Regions from separate parts of the Zea mays genome. Here region 1 is linked to region 2. The links are chromatin contacts, called in public Hi-C maps. All regions are on one chromosome and are shown on one strand. Each heading gives the region's core, a stretch centred on a gene start, on an enhancer-like site or on the middle of the called end of the contact. The rest is flanking DNA. Distances are from core to core; before and after follow the strand shown.

Region 1 (4,430 bases), core at 139-2,638, 280 kb after region 2:
GATTGAAGCTCATATATGTTCAGTTCTTGCCAAATCGGTTTTTGAATGAAAACTCTGCAAGGAGAAGGCCAAGGGCATAAAGGTCATTATCACCAAGCATTACATTCCCCGCCCACAACTCCACCCCTGATTGCCACTGCTGCCGCATGACAGCAAACCAAAAGAATTAAGAATGAACGAAAGGATAAATAAATGAATTAGTATCTCTTTCTGGTGCTCATTTTGCTCATTCCGAAGTACTACAAGTATATATACGTGTATCTGAAGCTCTGAAGAGAAATACGATCGAAGACATCAATGCAGCCTTGCACGTTTTGCTACTTCTACGCTCTAGCTGAAAAGGCAGGCAGAACATTACCAGGCGCTGCCGCCTGCGGCTGCTGCTTCTTGCTGGAGGGGCCCGACGGCCGGCCCCGCTTCTTGACATCGGGAGCACCTGACGCCGGCGCCGGCGCCGGCGAGGCCTGCCGACTCACCACGCCACCACTCTGCGGACTTGGAGAGAAGCCAGGAGGAACCGTGGGTGAGGCCTCAGAGGTAGCTGGGGCACGAGCAGTGGGTGGCTGCGATGGGGGCACGATAGCCAGCGGCACGGCGCCGTCTGCGGGGGCGTACTTGCGGGGGCGCCCGCGCTTGCGCTTGAAGGGCTCAGAGCTGGCAGGGGAATGAGCTGGCCCTGGAGCCGCCGGCACGACGACATTGCTGCCCGCGGGCTGTTGGTAGAACGCCGGCATGACCGGATTCCTGTAGACGGCGACGCCATCATGGGTGTAGAATAGAGCGCCGGGGCTGGGTTGAGGCGCCTGGTGCTGCTGCAGGGACCCCTTCTGCACGCATTCACCATACTCCGCTTCACCCGCCGCCGCCATCGCTGACATGGTTCACCTCTGCAATCACAGCTCCAGCAGAGGAACCAAGGAAAGGTCCCTCCTTTCGATCTCGTCGGAGCCAGGCACTCCAAAGATTCACCAACCTAGACAGCAAGCAAGATGCCATCAGCTCGAAAATTACAAGCCGCAGCGTCCCGGCGATGAATTCTGCGAGATTAATAAGCGTACTGAAGACAGGAGAGTATACTTACTCAAGGAACAGCAAACACCCAGGTACCAAATTCCCCTTACTATTTTGTTTGTTTTTCCTTTTCCTTCTCTTTTCTCTGACAAGATTCTGAATTTACAGTAGCACGGAACGAAGCCAACGAAATACGGTGGAGAAAACGAAAAACTCAAAATAAAACCCTAAAAATCACGCGAATAAAACAGAGAAATTAGCGACGCGCACAGGAAGCAACATCAAACTGCCCTGATTCTTGCAAATCCCTGCCTCGAATTCCCCTAATCCCTTCGCGAATTTCTCGACCGAAATACTGATAAGCGAAAAAAAAACTTCTGCAATCTACGGAGGAGAAAATGTCTAAAGGCCAGAAGTTAATACAGAGTAAGGAGAGCGATCCTTTTTCGCGAGGCCCCCGGATATACGCAAAATTTGCTGCGGTTACTATCTTTTGCCCATTTTCCTGCATTTTGTTTTCGGTAGTGAGAAATTTGCAGTAACCGAGGGGGTTACTCAAAAGCTGGTGGGAGAGATATTTATCTTTTCGTCAGCGTTCACATGAATTGACAAATTGCTATTCATTTTCTAGGAGGAAAATCCGTTTTTTCCGGGTCGTGTTCACATGATGCCGTCATGTCATTTTCCGGAAGCTACTTATTACCCTGCTTAGCTAGTAGCTGCATGTTGGGGACTTGTTCTCAAGTGCTAAGAGTTAAGAACAAGGCAACATAGAAAATGTCAATCGTTAAAGTCCTTCGTCCCCCGAAGCATTATTTCTCTTGGGATATAATGGTTTACGGACGAAGGTTATAAAGGACGATCATTATACAATGACGAAGGAGAAAATGTAAAGGATATAAAAGACAATATGAACGATTATTTATTAATATCAAGCATAAACAGAAATATTATTAGATCACAGGTGTACCTTCAATCAAGATGAGATAACAATACAAGCGTGACGCCAAAAGTGAATGTCAAGTCAGCGTGAACAGTACGGGGATACTGTTCACCTATTTATAGACACGGGACACAGCCCTTACAAAATTACATTCATGCCCTTTACATTTGATAATAACTCTATAGTAGTCTATCGAGGTCTGAATAGCCTTTTCATCTTTAAGTCGGTTCCACTCTTTGCTGTTACGCCGAAGCTTTCCTGCTCAACACCTTCGGCTCTGTATCAACCTTCGTGTTATTCCGGTCTACTGCAAATGCCGACTTTAGTCCGAGGGTACCTGTTCACACATTGTACTACAGAAATACTGTTAAATCCTGTTTTTGAGGACCTTCGGACGCCGAAGGTCCCCAACACTGCATTTGCATGATAAGGTTGTCTTCATCAACTTCTATATCACATTTTTTATCTTTTATTTTAAACTTTACTATACAAATAAATTTTGTAAACAGTATTAACTATATACACGATTTGCTAAAGATAATCTAAGAGTGGTTGTCTGATTCCAACATCAAAATCGATATGCATAGGCTATGTTAGGATGATTGGATCCATAAGCTAAATCAAACTAGCTAAAATTTAATCACTTTAAAAGTTCTAAATAAAAAGAGCTATCTCCTTCTCCACAAGTTAAAAGTGACTAAAGGGGCCCATGTCACCCCAATCCTCTAACTCGCCTTGCCGACATGATATCTCTTACTATGCCATTGATGTCACTGCTCCATGCTACCGACACGGTGTTGTAGACGCCAGTAGAGATGGCAACGAGTTTGGAACCTATGAGTATATGGGTTACAAACCCGTACCCGAAGGTTAATGTTAAACTCGTACACATACCCCCTACCCACGACAGGTATAATATCCTACCTACATTCGCTAACTGCGGGTGTCACAAACACGCGCCTATACTCGCGAGCACATGATTACACATATAGTTTACCTATATATACATATATTTATAGAGCAACGCTACTCGTCGCCTAATATGATAATCACCTACCCTGAAATGACTTACAAAGATCACGAATAACTTAAATTTGCTATGTCATTTTTGGATGGGTGATCATCACCTATGATGACGAATAACATTTCTATATATTTCTATACATATATAAATATGTAAATATATACATAACGAGCTCTGGGCTTCTAATAAGTAAAGGAAGCCCTAACCAAACCGAGCAAATCTGGTTGGGCTCAATCCAATCGAACATCTAGTCATAACGAGCGAAACCACCCCCTGAACTATTGTATAAAACCAACCGCCATACCCAACCTTCCGTGACGGCTAGTGTGGTGAGAGTATCAGGGTCTAAGGTTTCAGTGGTGGTTGCTATGCAAGGCGCAAGCGAGCGGCATGATCCGATGGCAGCGACACAAGCCCAAGCAGCCTGACAGTGGTCCGATGGCTGTGGGCTGTACAAGGACAAGGCTCGGCGCGGCGGGGTTGTGGGTTGCGGCACCATTGCGGTGAGGCATGCACGCCCGCAACACAGGCGAGCGTATAGTGACTAGTGGCGAGTGCCAAGCCAAGCCCTCGACGACTTGACGAGGAGGTGGCGGGCTGATACACAGAGGAGACGACCCGGCCCACAACGATTCGATCAGGCGATGTGACTCACGACTCGAGCGAAGAGGCAGCCAACAACGGGTTCTGGCGCGGAGGAGGCCCCGACATAACCGCTCGCTTGCCCTCTAGGCCTCCTCACGCCACTCAGCACAACCTCCTCTTTCGACCGCTGCACGAGAGGGAACCAGATCCTCTGACGTGGGGAGAGGGCACTGCCGCGTGGCCCCGCGTGTGACAGGGCCCACGTGCAGTGACCCTACTGCCCCCTGCAGTACGTCAGAGGAACCGGCCTCGTGTGCCCCGCCTAACCCTCCGATAACCCACCGCCTCTCATCGCTCTGCCACCCTGTGCCAGCATCTGCTGCTCCCCTCGTCCAATGGGTTGTCTTCTGTTTGGGTCTAACTGGTGTCGACTAGAAAGATGGGCACTTGTTATGCATTCCATGATTGTGTTTATGCCTACCGTTCCACTATTTATGTCTTCCGTTAAGGATTTTATATGCATGAATACGGCATCCCAGGGCTCGATATTTTACGTTAACCACCTGTATTCACACATGTCTACTACAGAGGTCGTACGTGACATTATGCTGACCGTAACAACATTTACATTATATCTGACACTATTTACGGTCATATTTGAAGATTTTACAATCATAAATACAACGGCACGTAGAGATTTCTACGTCTTTCACGTAGGCTCGGTAATTACAATACTTGAGAATTTTACAATCATGAATACGATGTCGCAGAGATATCCATGTCTCTCACATTGGCTCGGTATTTAAAGTAACCCTCTCGATTCACGCACGTCTATTACACGGGGGTCGTACGTGACATCGCGCTGAC
Region 2 (4,464 bases), core at 693-3,192:
GCTTGGGATAAAAGGTATTATTGTTGCTGTTGTTGTAAGGTAAATAAGATATTATATGTATGTTTATAAAACGTCTTGATAACGCCTAGGATCGCCTAAGCTCTAGGCAGTAATCGCCTAGAAGCCACCTAGCACCTAATGTAACCATGATTTGTGATGGTATAAATATGCAAATAGTGAAATGGACTTGAGAATTTAAAGTGCAACATTACTGAAGTAGACGAAATGGATGCATAGCAGATTAGCAGTATAACACCTGCTTAGGTTTCCTGCTACCAAAGCTTGATAGCAATCGAAGTCACCAAAGAATGAAAGGACCATTAATCTAGGCAACATCTGAATGTGGGAAGATAATTAAGGTTTCATTATCTATGTTGTGGTTATCAGCTCCATATTGTAACTATTAAAAATGTGTTAACCTCCATCAATAAAGCACAGTAGATGCTCTACTAGGAGCAGTCAATTGGTCATCCAATGTAACTTCCACTATGTATTGGCTTCTATTAATTATGGTCATCTCGATCTTTTATATGGCTGAATGCCAATTCTTCAAACAGCATGCGCAGACAATGCAAGTATGGAAGTGATTCAGAGGCATCACTGCCACACCAATATGTCAATACTTGAATGTTCCCTGAGGAACATGTAAAAAAGAAGAATGGAACAGTTTCCCAAGGACAATGTTAGTTCCATAGATGCTTGAAAAGATCCAATGCAAAGACTCGCGACCTCAAGCAACACAAGATGTACCGAGTCATCCAGGCATCCATCCAAAAAATAAAAGTTTCTGATGCTTGCATTTCAATTCAATATTTTGCCACTCATAACATCAGCCTTAGTAACACAAAAATGCAGCCCATACTATCACTATAACTATGTTTGCTATTTTCCAATAGAATCATTTTCTGCTCATGCCATCCACCATCTTTGCCTCACCCAATCGTACCATGAAATCCATCTATGACATTTTATCTCCATATCCCTAACCCACTGGAACATTCAGATGGCAACTTAGTAGTTAACATAGCCGAACTAAGCTTCGGTCCATTCACAAGAAACGAGGTAACCTTCCATTTATGCGCATACATACTAATTAACCCCTTTCATTGATATGCTTACCAAAGCAAGCAACGAACAAGACTGAGCTTTTAATTCAACTCAGCCTCAAACCCTAGCACTAATCAATCCTCACTGGGTAAGCACGAGTGCATTAGAAAAAGAGAGAGAGAGAAAACTAATCAGATAGAAAAGGAACGGAAAAGGTTCTACGCATTAGACTCCCTTTCTTTCCGGGGTTTGTATTATGCAACACCTCTGACCATATTGCACTGTGTATCACTGAGAAATGCTTCTACCCATCCATGCACGTAATGATAAGTGCGGATGTAAATAAGCATACATTGAGGATGTGCGAGACGCCGATGGTCTTGAGGAGCTCCGAGCGGGAGGCGTTGTCGTAGCTGCCGAGGAAGAGGAACTCCTTGAGGATCTCGGACGGGAACGCCGAGTCTTGCTGCCTGGCCCCTACTGGTGACGCTGCAGGTGGGCGGTGACCGCAGACGCCGCACACCTCCCCCTCCTCGTACTTGTGGTAGTGCCCGCAGATCCCGCACGGGTTCTCTCGCTCACGCTTCCTCATCTCTCTCCGCCGCCTTCGATCGAATCGGGACCTCGCCCGGAGGAGTAAATGGAGGGAAGATCGACCGAGGTGGTACCTTCTCCTTTTCCTGGATAGGGAGGGGGAAAGGAGAGATTTTTTTAATGGAGTTGAGACGGATCGGATCGGCTGGGGCGAGCGTCCCCAGGTTGGGGCGAGCGCTCAAGGGGACGGCGGTGGAGTGACGACGGGAGGTGGGAAAGTGACACACGCCGTTCCGAGTTTCCGACCGCACACGCAAGAGGCGGGTCCAAGCACGCAGTCCGTAGAGAAACATGAATCGTTATTCGTTAGGGCATGTACAACCCAGATACTGCTGCACGGTACTCCAAGTACAAGATACAACTAAAACACAACATAATACAGTGGTCATGTCTAAAACATGTGTCTTACGATATTTATTGTACCAATCAGAGTATTCAATAAATTAAAGTGACCAATCAGATAGTCTCCTATCTCGAACATAGAGCTAAGACACTGTGTCTTCGTCAAGATACGTGTCTTGAGTTTTTTTACATTTACCCCTAGACACACTGTAAGACACAACTTAAAACACCCACTGTACATGCCCTTAGACGCTTACGCTGACTCCAACTGATGTCATACAAATCGAGCAGTCATTTAAGCATTTGGCTAGCGTTTCTGGTTTACCTGTTCAGCTATATGACACATGTTTTCAACAGCATAGGCAAAAAGTCAGGGGTAATATAATCCAACAAATGAAGAAGATGGTGGGGTTAATTCTCAGACACAAAAAAAGAAAATGTCTGTCAGCCACAGTACAAGCTAATATAGCTTTCCTCTCTCTTTTCATTCTTTTCGCCTGGCTCATTTGACTGCCCTGTTGGAAGGTGTTTTGTATTGCTACAGTAGCTTGTGGGCAGCTATTTTAGCTTTGCCTGTCCATTTAGCTGCTCTGTTGGAGTGAGTCTTACTCCTCATCCATGTTCGTATACATGTTCCCTTCGAATTAAATCCAGTTATTCAGACTGCTGCAGCGATAACATATAGATACAAAATACTGTACAATCAAGATTAAAACAAAATGTACATGTTATATATTTAAAATCCACTCTAAAAACAATATATAACATAATGTTTTGAATAAACCATGAATAAACTACTAGACACGGTCTTAGCAAAGACGGCTAGATTTCGGATTTCGACGGCCATGGGTCGTCGACGAGGAATTGGCGTTGGAATTCGAGCGGGGTTTCGGATTTCGACAGCCATGGGCCGTCGACGAGAAATTGGCGTTGGAATTCGAACGGATTTCGACGATCGTTCTTGCTACTAGCCGAAGCATCATGTTTGGATGTCAGTATTCAGGGCCAAAATTTGGAATCGTTCTTGCTACTAGCCGAAGCATCATGTTTGGATGTTAGTATTCAGGGCCAAAATTTGGAATTGGAAATGGCAGACCCAAATCCAACGTTTAGTTGGTCACAGAATTTGTTGTTCAGAAACTACGAGCAAGCGTTGTGACGATTCCGAGTCAAGACCCTCAGTATTCATTGGAAACCTTATGCCTCCCAAACACTAGCATTGGATTTAGGCCTCATTTCAAGTCCCATATTGTTTTGATATACTGGACACATTTCAATTCCATGGCCTTAAATATTAACATTCAAACAGATCAGATTTAAAAAATATAATTTTTTTAAATTTAAAAATAAAAAATGTTAAAAGTCTAATAAAAACTAGAGGGCTATAAAAGTTGTAAAAAAATTATTGTCCAAAAAAATATGTTTTTGTGCCAAAAACAAAAAAGGTTCTAGACTAAACTGAATGTCCATTTGCATCTCCTTCCTCACCTCCGTCAACCTGCTCATTCTCTCCATGCCGGCACTCCCTCACCCAGTCATCCTCTTTGCTCAGCTCTCACCCAGGCGAAGGCAGCGACTCTTTTCGACCTGTAGTCGAGATTCGATCAACGCAATCGGGTTTTGCGCGAGAAAACAACGGTTCTTGCTCGATCTACAGGCTCCCGACGTTGATATGTGCAGGGAGTGCAGCGAGAAGAAGCGAGATCTGATCAGTCAACCGCGTCGACGAGAAGGACGTGTTTCTCGGCGGTAAGTGCGAGGAAGGTGAAGCAGGTGCTATCAGAGCAGGTGTGTTATTTTCCCGCCAACATCGGGAACCATGTGTTTGCCGACAGTAACTAACGTCTTACATTTGGAATCCGGCTCTATTGTAATACCCAAATTGTAAGGAAAAATAAAAGGAGAAATTATTTTCTTTTATATGTGTATCTCTATTTATCATCATATGTGAAAACCTCACTTAAATAAATAAACAATTAACAAAAGACACCTAAATAACCTATGCATCATATTGGATTTATTTGTTTGTGCATTTAATACCAGCAATATTAATAAAAATATATTGTTACCCCAATTTGAATTTAACCTAAGTTACAATTTAGGAATTTGAAAAATAACATAGAAAAGGAAAAGAAAGAGAAAGAATATAGAATTTATAGAAAAAATATATAAAAGATATATCTTCAAAGTCAGTACTTTAATGGCACAATATAAACCTGAGGATAAGTTTGCCACAAGAATGGAATTTAAATTTGAAAGGGAAGTTTGAATTTGGGAAGGAAGAAAAGAAGATGGAAAATAAAAAGAAAAAGGTTTAAAGTTAAATGTGCCGGCAGTTATCCTATTCGACCCACCTCCCCTTTACTCCGCGCAACCCGACTAAACCATCGACGCCGACGCGTGGGACCCACCAGGCGGTCTCTCGCTTGTGCTCGTGCTCGACGTCTCACTGGTTCGCGGGACCGCGGGACCTGGCCACTT

The links. Hi-C and Micro-C count contacts between places; a contact is called where the count stands out from the background.
Region 1: a contact with region 2 is called in a Hi-C map of tassel, with 3 times the contacts expected there. The contact joins the promoter of LOC100282121 here to the promoter of LOC100285227 in region 2. A contact is called at or near these places in 3 of 25 Hi-C or Micro-C datasets (ear, leaf and tassel).

What each region holds. Positions count from the first base shown.
Region 1 is chr6:131,992,166-131,996,595 of Zm-B73-REFERENCE-NAM-5.0, forward strand. LOC100282121 reads right to left here and starts at 1,389. Exons shown (of 6, transcript NM_001155034.1): 1 at 1,082-1,389; 2 at 359-973. The coding sequence starts at 878.
Region 2 is chr6:131,707,794-131,712,257 of Zm-B73-REFERENCE-NAM-5.0, forward strand. It overlaps LOC100285227, which reads right to left and starts at 1,943. Exons shown (of 5, transcript NR_182191.1): 1 at 1,400-1,943.